3 separate regions of the Gossypium arboreum genome follow, and all the other regions are linked to region 3. The links are chromatin contacts, called in public Hi-C maps. All regions are on one chromosome and are shown on one strand. The core of a region is the stretch at or near the end of the contact, and the rest is flanking DNA. Distances in the headings are between cores, read along the strand shown. Region 1 holds the start of LOC108468285 (protein DETOXIFICATION 29-like). Region 2 holds the start of LOC108480959 (60S ribosomal protein L27a-3-like). Region 3 holds the start of LOC108473496 (glutamate--glyoxylate aminotransferase 2).

Region 1 (3,174 bases), core at 203-2,702, 570 kb after region 3:
TTTAATGTTGTTGTGGACCGGATAGCTTTGAATGGGTGTTGTATCCACCTGCATTACTAGCCACTAGAAAGTGATACAAATGTTTAATGAAAAGCAGAATTTTCGTCCCAAACAAAATAAAAACTTAAAAATTGTTTTTTAAAGATAAAAACTTAAATATGTTAGATATAGAATGTGGTGTTTCATTTTCAGTAGCTTTCCATATGACTTTCGAGAGATGCTTTTTTCACTTCAAACCAATAAGTATCTTCTTCTTGATGACAGATAACAAATTTTACCCAAACAGATAAGTTAGATTCTTTTTCAATAGTATAATATCGAACAAAATTTGGCATATAATATTACTAGAAATTTTATTATAGTAGATATATGTTTAAAAATAACATACAATAATTAATAAAATATATAGTTTGAAACTAATTAATAATAACATATTAAATATAGATATTATATTAAAATAAATAAAAAACTAGATTAAATTGTAAATAAAACGAAATTTAAATTAGATTAAGCTAAATAACAACATAAATCTTAAGTTGGTGGCAAGTTAATTTGTGATACCAACTTAATCACCTACATTATGAATACATCAGATTTAGAGCATTAAATAAATATATCAATCTTAAATTATTTTCGAGTTAATTTGTGACACAAATTCAATCAACAACAATATTAATATATATACAATTGATGATGGATGATAAAACTAAAACATATATAAAAAGATTAAAATAGAGTTTTGATTTAGTGATAAATTTAATTGAGTTTTGATGTTAAGCTTGTTATACATATTTGCGGTCCATCTTAACTTAAAATAGAGTTTTGGTTTAATGTGGGTGATATTTTTGTAATTTTTTAATTGAGTTGATAGTAATAAGATTTAAACACATGAGTATATAAATATATAAGATAAATTAATATTTTAATTTATATAAATATATAATACTAAATAAGAAAAACAAATATACAGATCTATGAAATCTTAACAATCCACATGATACAATTGTGGCTTCCAAGTCGAGCGTTGCTTGAGTTTATGCGAGGGCATGCATGAATGACCATGAGACCAGCGTGATCTTTTAATTAATGTGAGTGCTACTGCTACTCGATTTAATAATAATAAAAAGAAAAAAGTAGAATTTAATTAAACTAAAAATCATATGATTAAGTTTAAGATTTTAACAGAGTACAAGTTAATTACAATTACAACTATATATATAAAATATTTAAATAATTATAATTAAAATCAAATGGATAAATTAAAATAAAAGTCACATGTATTGAATTTAAATTAAAATAATTGGAAAAAACAAATATAAGATTTATGTAAACGCCCAAACATAAGAAAAGCAAAATTTCAAAATGGATCTTTATTTTATATGGGTTTTAGATTTAAACTAAAATGTTGTACTATTAAAATGCATTAAATTTCTTTAATTAATTTTGGATCAGCGTGGAAAATATTATAATAAATGCAATCTCTACCCAAAACCGCCTTCTGAAATATTGTCTGTATATATATATACCTTGGCCGGTTGACTTGATATTATATATTGTATTCCAGCTCTTTACGTCTCCCGTGGCAATGGAGGGAGCTGAGCAACCGCTTCTTTCCTCTCGGCTAGTTGGCGGGGATGAACAGTTACTTTCTAGACCATCAAACATCACCTTCACCGCCGGCACCGATGACATCCCACCAATCAACAGCGTCCGTGACTTCTTCAGAGAATACCTGATTGAGTCCAAGAAGCTGTGGTTCCTGGCTGGCCCCGCCATCTTCACCAGCGTCTGTCAATACTCCCTCGGCGCTATCACTCAAGTATTTTCCGGCCAAGTTGGCACTCTGGCCCTCGCTGCCGTCTCCGTGGAGAATTCGGTCATTGCCGGTTTCTGCTTCGGCATCATGGTAAATCTGTAAATTAGATTTCCGTTTTCATTTGGGTCTCTGGCTTAGTTAAAAATAACACTAATTACAATTCTTGATATTAAAACTTGAATAGCTTGGGATGGGAAGTGCACTTGAAACTTTATGCGGCCAAGCATATGGAGCAGGGCAACTTGATATGCTAGGGGTATACATGCAAAGATCATGTGTCATCCTCACCGCAACGGCTTTGATGTTAAGCTTGTTATACATATTCGCGGTCCAACTTTTGACGGTAATAGGCCAAACGGAAAGCATAGCGGAGGCCGCTGGAATATTCGCAATATGGATGATACCGCAACTGTTTGCTTACGCGTTTAACTTCCCGATGGCGAAGTTCTTACAGGCACAAAGCAAGATGATGGCGATGGCGATGATATCCGGGGTGGCGTTAGTTCTGCACTGTTTGTTTAGTTGGCTGTTGATGCTAAAGCTGGGTTGGGGCTTAGTTGGTGCAGCCATTGTGTTGAACGGGTCGTGGATTGCCATAGACGTGGCTCAGTTTTTGTACATAATTAGCGGTACTTGTGGTCAGGCTTGGACCGGCTTCTCTTGGAAGGCATTTCAACATCTATGGGGATTTGTCAGATTGTCTTTTGCTTCAGCTATAATGCTCTGGTAAGTCCAACCTAACACTTGGGCTTCTTTGTTTAAATCCAAATTAAATAAAAACAGGGAAGTAAAAACGTTACTTTAGAAATGGAGCTTTTTTTTTGTTTCAAGCAAAAACAAAAACAGAAGCCCCATGTGTTGCATGTTTAAATCCAATTTATTATCATTATTATTACAAATTTGAAGGAATATGTTTTAAGTTTATAAAGTGTTAACACAAAAAACATTTGCAGTTTAGAGGTATGGTATTTTATGGCATTGATACTTTTCGCTGGATACCTGAAAAACGCTGATATATCTGTGGATGCGTTGTCTATCTGGTGAGTGCACCTTTTTCTTTTTTTAAAGCATCATTTTAACCCCTAGTTGTCATTACTTGTCTTTTATTAAATTTTCTTTTTTATATTTGTTTAAGATAAGTGTCGCTTTTTGAAGATTTCAAAGTAATTTTATTGCACTCGACTATGACTACTAGTCATACGCAGATCTACGGATTAGTTGGGTAGGGTATTACTTCTCTTTATTAACTATATTCTTTTTGACATCAATTTTACTTTTGAAGATTTAACAAATTAATCATTGCACTCCTCTATTAGTATATGCAGATCTATGGATTAGTTGGGTTGGATTCATCGAAC
Region 2 (3,237 bases), core at 551-3,050, 880 kb after region 3:
AAAGCTTGAAATATGATATCACATTACCGCCATTGAAAAAGATGCAACTGTGCTGCAAACATTACTATCCCCAAACGAGCTTCCATCCCCATTACAGATTGCAGGAGAAGATTTCAAAAGTTCCCTAATTCAACAAGAATTTATTTTTTAAATACATAGTTACTTGAAGGGGGCTTTAACAAAACTAAAGGTGTGTGCGTCAACCTTACCAGATGAACATGTAGCAATGATAAGACCCTCCAGATAGGGTTTTGGTTTCAGTATCTTAACCACGATCCACCCAAGAATTATTCCAACCAGAAAGGTGAGGCCGATGTTTACAGGCATAAACCACCTGTGAATTTAACGATCAGATTCAAACGAAGCCACATTTGGTACAAAAGTTCTCATGTGTATATGTGCTTTTTCTCTGCTTAATCAACACTTTTGTTTTATTTTAGTGGAGGGTTCAAAAATTTGCTGTTGCATCGATAGTCTGCCTTTCAAAATTTTCAGAGACAAAAGAAGAATAGATGTTTATACTTATTTGTTGAGCAACCATCATTCTACTTCGTTTCTTTATGATGCAAACGGTTGAGCAGAGTGGGGAAGCAGCGGCTGAGTCGACCTGGAGGGGACAACTTAGGACGTTGTTGGGTCGGAACGCAAGCCCAAAAAATAATAAAATGTTCAATTTTGATTAATAATTAGTCCTTTAAAGTTTAAATTGGTATGCAATCGCGAATTGTCATCTGTAAAGGACAATGACCAAAATGATGAACGTGAATTACAATAATTGCGAATTTAAATCACTGAGCCAAAGGCTTACTCCAGTCCAGACATAAGCACTTGATAATAATCTTAATTTCAATATCTTTTTTCCAGCATTGATTAGCAAAGGGACCACTCTTGATGGAGATTTTCCAACACTACTCTATCGAAGGAGGACTTACCTCATGTATCACAAAATCTAGAGACGAAATTATGAAAAACATTGTTGACAACAAAAGAATGGCAGTGCATTGGAAGGTTAAGCCAATTTGGGAATGAATGGATTGATACAGAATGTGCAATGGTCTGACGATAGAGATAGCACGAAAAGCTAATAATAATCTCAGTAAAGTATCAAGAATTTCCGCATCTTAACTTAAATCAAGCAAATGCAACAAAGCAAAACACAAGTAAATAAACACCATACCATATATTGTTGAAGCAAAATTAAGAATGTTATGGTAAAATCTCATTTAAAAAATTAAGTCCTAGATGATAATATAAGAGATCCAAAAGCAAAAACCCTAACCTAGGCAGTGAGAACAACCGCCCCACCAGCCTCCTTAATCTTCTTCTCAGCAGTCTTAGATACTAACTTAGCCTTAACCACCATCGGTTGATTCTGGGGCAGCACACCTTTTCCCAAGACCTTAAAGTACCCGAACTGGGTCACGTCGATCATCGGCGCCGAATCCTTGTTGGCCTTTGCCTTCACGTCTTGTGGAACGAGAGACCAAAGCTTGTCGACGTTGACGATGGGGCAGTAAAACTTGTTGCAGAGTTTGTGGAAGTACCTCATACCCACTTTCCCGAAATACCCAGGGTGATACTTGTCGAAGAGGATCCGGTGGTGGTGCATACCTCCGGCGTTTCCTCGACCCCCAGGGTGCTTGCGGTGCTTGCCGATACGGCCATGACCGGCGCTCACGTGGCCGCGCTTCTTACGATTCTTCTTGAAACGGGTTGTCATTGTTAGATACTTGGATTGAACGGGACTTCTGAAGCGCGGCTTATAGACGAGAAAAATGAAAATAGGGTTTTGTCAGTTTTTATTGTGTGGTGGACAATGGGGTTTTGCCTTTTAGGGCTTTGTGATTTGATGGATCTAAACAGGGGTTGGCCCTTATCACGTTGGGCTTAAAGGTTCATTTGGATCCTAGAATTGTGATTTTTTTTTTTTTTATAAATTTGCTGATAGGAGGTTATTTTCATATTTGGGAAAATATATAGATAAATTTAGCATAGGATATATTTTGATTGGGGTTGGGCCTTAAGGTTAGTTTCACATTTGCTCGGCTAATGTGTTCACTACTAATTTAAGTAAACTAATATAATATTAGTGATAAGTCCAGTAAATCATGTTTCATTTGCTTTTGTTGAAAGGGTTGTAACAAACAACCACAGTTTTTAAGGTAGCGTTGCAGCCTACAAATTGCCTCGCGATACCGGAAAAGCTTAGCTAGTTGAACCATGACAATCAACCGAACACGTCGTTGCGTTAGCCATGTGGATTTCAACACGCTCACTTCCGGGGTACATTTAAGAGCAGGAAAATGAAAGCCCTCTCTTTGCTGAACCTCAAAGCTACAGCCTTGCTTCCCTTCTTGGCAACAGTTTTATTTCAAAGTTACAACTGTGGTTGCAGTGGGAAATTTTGGTTATTGTTTTATAGTCATCTTATTCTTCACTCACTGCTGTATGTATTGTTTCAGCTTCGCCTCAAATCAACACTTAAATCACTGTGGTACCAAGCAAGAAATTAACCTTATGCCTCACTCACTTAATGCATTTCTCATGCTTACGGGTAGACGGTAATAGTACTAGAAAATAAAGAAAACTCGATCAAAGTATCGTCTTCAAAATAATTTTAACCTAGATAGTTTAGATCTCAAAATACCAATTACAAAATAAGATGGTCACCAAGTGAATTACCAATTTATGGTTCCATAATAAATGTCTATTTCTTTCCCTTCTACATCCATGAACTTTACCATAACTTCTTGAACACGTACGACCACATTAAGCAATGGCACCACACATAACACACCATTCCCAGATTAGTAAGTTGCTAATGTCAATGAAGCAGGGCAGCTAAGACATATGCTTTTCGTACTTGCATTTTGGTCTGCAACACCTATTAATAAGATGGGTTTCAGCATGGAAATTGGGGATTAATGGCTCAACTACGGGCATAATCGAACCGAGCCAAGCCTAAATACTGCCAAGCTTAAGCTCGGCTCAAGATATAATCGAGCTTGATTAAGCTCGTTTACTAATTTCTGAACTCGAGCTCAAGCTCAACTCAATAATTAAGTTTAGGGTTAATAATACATATTAAGGATAATAACGTAATTTAATAATATAAAATTATAAAAAGCTCAATAAGGCTTGCGAGTTTGAGTCAAGTATTACTACGCTCAAAGTCGGCTCAAGGAGAGCTCAACTCGATAATTACCGAAGCAAGTTTGAAGTTTTTTCGAGTTGAAC
Region 3 (3,172 bases), core at 165-2,664:
TATATATCCCCTTCCAACCAACCACCACAAAGGGTGGATATGAAACTCCTCTTTGCCTCAGTCTCTTATGTCTGTTATTTTTGAAAACCTGTTGTCAAATGACCATGTTTGCTATAATATATCAGGTATCGAAGAATATCGAGTTGGGTTTGGCAGCTCTTCGAGGTGAAAAAGGGCCGGCATATGACCGGATTGTTTTGAATGCTGGAATTGTGGATCATTTACTAGGATGTGATGGGGCAGAAGACGTTCCTTAGCTTTGGAAAGAGCCAAAGAAGCCATTGACAGTGGTAAGGCCCATAAGAGGCTCCTAAATTATATAAAGATGTCGCACAAAGTAAAATAATGAACTTGTATGGAGCACTGCCTGCTTCTCTCTCGCATTTTTTTGGTCTTTTTCTTAATTAGAGGAGAGAAAGTGGTCTTTTACAGATATCTTTTCTATATCTGTTTTTTGATAGCATTAAAATTTTGTACCATCTAAAAATTAGTTGCAAATCCAATGTCATTGATTAATTGTTTTTTTCTATATATTTACTATCCTCAAAAGTAATTCTCTTAAAAGAAAGTTCGAGTTTAGGTAAAATATTTATATATATTTTATAAATATAATATATTCATTCATTGTCTTTTTATTTATTTATACAATATTAAGAATGGGGATGAGATAACACAATTTGAACTCATGCCAAATGAACATCTGGTAAAAACTTTAACTACTATTTTATACGAGTCAAGATCATCACTTCATACAAATCAAAATTTATTCATTTATTGTTAATCAATTAAGTTTATTGATTTTTTTATTCCTAATTGGTCTCATATTATATCAAGTGATATGATTATACTGATATCTGTTCATTCCGGGTGAAGTTCATAGAGCAGCAACATTACCACCAATGAAAAAGGCATTCGCCATCCATCTTAAGACATTTAGCGTTTGGAGCAACAGGGTAAACAGTAGGAAAAGTGGAGGATGAGGAAGATGTTCTGTACGTCTTAATGGGCCTGGGCTGAAAAAATTTTTTGTAGGCAAGGATTTTTGGTTTGGGCTAACTAAATCCCTCAACATTTTCTTATGTAGAATTCTCTTCTTTTCAAGGTTAATAGATTTTCAGTTTTCTTACAAAGTATTGATGTATGATTCTGATTGGTTGGGCTAAATCTTGAAGGACTAGAAACTGCATTTGATCATGTTGAGTGATAGCATTTCACCAGTCTTTTAACAATTTTGTGAATCTAAAAATAAATTTAATGAGAATGTTGTAATTGTTATCTTCAATTAATTTACAAGTTTCTAACTAAAAATGAAATTCTTGAATCTTGTCTGGCCACTTTTCTAATGGTAAGTCGTCAAGAGTGAAAGATAAAAATAAATAAATAGCAATGATTGACCTTCGCTAATATTCATAATAATCATTCATGAAAGTTGACCAAATTACTACTACCATTTGCCATTAGCCATTAGATGAGAAAATTCCTCTAAAGAATGGAACGTGAACCACACTTGGGAGTTGGTGAGAGCGACCAATGTTGAACATGAGTCCAAAGAAGATGTGAGGGAGTCCCCAAAGGGTTCATTATCTACCAATAACTCACAGTTTGAAGCTACACCACACCTCGCCGATCAATTTTATCCTTTGTGTTTTGATCTTTTAAGATAAAACACAGCATCCCCACATTTTCAAAATAAATCCCCTTTTTCAGTGGCTCTGCTGCTGCCACTGCTTTCAAATCCTTACACACTGCCACATCTTTATATATATCAATTCTTTATTTGTATATATTGCCTTTCCCTGACATGAAAAAGTCTCTGACACTTGCAACACAATAAACTACACATAAAATCTGTGCCTGCCCTTTGCTCTGCACACCTCGGGATATCAGTTTCAACTCCACTCATCCCACGGGTTACTCTCGTTTACGGAGTTTTTTTCTGTTCTGCACTTCCCTGTTTAGTTTTAAGGGTGAACTGTTTGGATTTTCTGGTAATTCATGATTTATTGAGTTTAGGTCCTGAATTTTACGGATTCTTGGTTTTGGTGTAAGGTAACCGTGTGATTTTGTTGATAGACTATTGATTATTGACTGTTTTCAAACTTCTAAATGCATTTCTATGCCTGGATTTTCTAGTATTCTGGCTTGGCTCCATATTCACTGATAATTGCATTGATCGCATCGCAAGAGGCTCTCTTTCACTTTATGATTTTCCTTTTAATCCTTTCCATTAATGCATGTTTTCCTATCATATGAACCTTAGAGCCGATGTTTGTTTTTCCTATGTTTGTTTTTCCTTTTCAAATGTTTAGACCCGATTTTAAGATTTAGGATTAGAGCGAATTTATAGTGATTATATTATAACGTTCGAATTGTTTTGCTGATTGTTACTCTCGTATTGGAACTGGAAAGCCAACTAATAAACTTATATGCAAAACCAAAATGTTAAATTAGACTTATGCTTTGTAGTTCTCTTACAGGTTGAGTACCGAGTCCATATATTGGTAAGTTCAAGGAAGGAACTTGGGCATCATGGGTCTTAAGGCATTAGACTATGAGACAATGAATGAAAACGTGAAGAAAGTTCAATATGCAGTTAGAGGTGAGTTGTATCTTCGAGCTTCTGAGCTTCAGAAGGAAGGGAAGAAGGTATGTTTTTCCTGCTTTCTTCTTATTTTATTTCAGCATGCAGTTCTGCTTCGTATGCTGAATTCGCAGAGTTTTATATGTTGGTGCTTTTAGCTTTTGCTATCAACAGAGAATGTGTAAATGCCTATTTCCTACATATTCTTTGTTGGGGTATTTAAAACCATACTGTTGTTCTTAGATATTTTTGAAAACTTATCATAATTAGTATAATCACAGTTTGAGCTAGACTTAGAGTACTTATTTACCATTCAAGGACTCCGGGTGTAAGAGTTAGGGGAGTTAACAAGATTCCCTTGGTCTGGGTTAATAGTTCTAACCAGGTCCTCTCAGAAATTTTAGCTTAATTAAAGGCTGATTGCTGCATTTTTCTCGAGGACAGTGATAATCAAAAGGCCTCTCTCTGTGCCGTAGGTTTCATTTCCCGACATGTTCTCCTGTACTTATTTACCATTCAAGTACATGCAGCTTGTACTTATGACATCTTTTTATTAGTTCTTTATTTATTTTTTTAATTGTAACTTATTTA

The links. Hi-C and Micro-C count contacts between places; a contact is called where the count stands out from the background.
Region 1: a Hi-C map of leaf shows a contact between it and region 3, with 2.1 times the contacts expected there. The contact joins the promoter of LOC108468285 here to the promoter of LOC108473496 in region 3. A contact is called at or near these places in 2 of 5 Hi-C or Micro-C datasets (both in leaf).
Region 2: a contact with region 3 is called in a Hi-C map of leaf, with 4 times the contacts expected there. The contact joins the promoter of LOC108480959 here to the promoter of LOC108473496 in region 3. A contact is called at or near these places in 2 of 5 Hi-C or Micro-C datasets (both in leaf).

The regions. Positions count from the first base shown.
Region 1 is chr3:16,819,086-16,822,259 of ASM2569848v2, forward strand. LOC108468285 (protein DETOXIFICATION 29-like) reads left to right here and starts at 1,453. Exons shown (of 8, transcript XM_017769179.2): 1 at 1,453-1,906; 2 at 2,001-2,542; 3 at 2,770-2,856. The coding sequence starts at 1,586.
Region 2 is chr3:17,133,922-17,137,158 of ASM2569848v2, forward strand. LOC108480959 (60S ribosomal protein L27a-3-like) reads right to left here and starts at 1,801. Exons shown (of 1, transcript XM_017784121.2): 1 at 1,162-1,801. The coding sequence starts at 1,720. The coding sequence ends at 1,280. LOC108488146 (a long non-coding RNA gene) reads right to left here and starts at 852. Exons shown (of 2, transcript XR_001871724.2): 1 at 210-852; 2 at 1-124.
Region 3 is chr3:16,252,154-16,255,325 of ASM2569848v2, forward strand. LOC108473496 (glutamate--glyoxylate aminotransferase 2) reads left to right here and starts at 1,415. Exons shown (of 14, transcript XM_017775087.2): 1 at 1,415-1,910; 2 at 2,478-2,646. The coding sequence starts at 2,530. It also overlaps the pseudogene LOC108471378.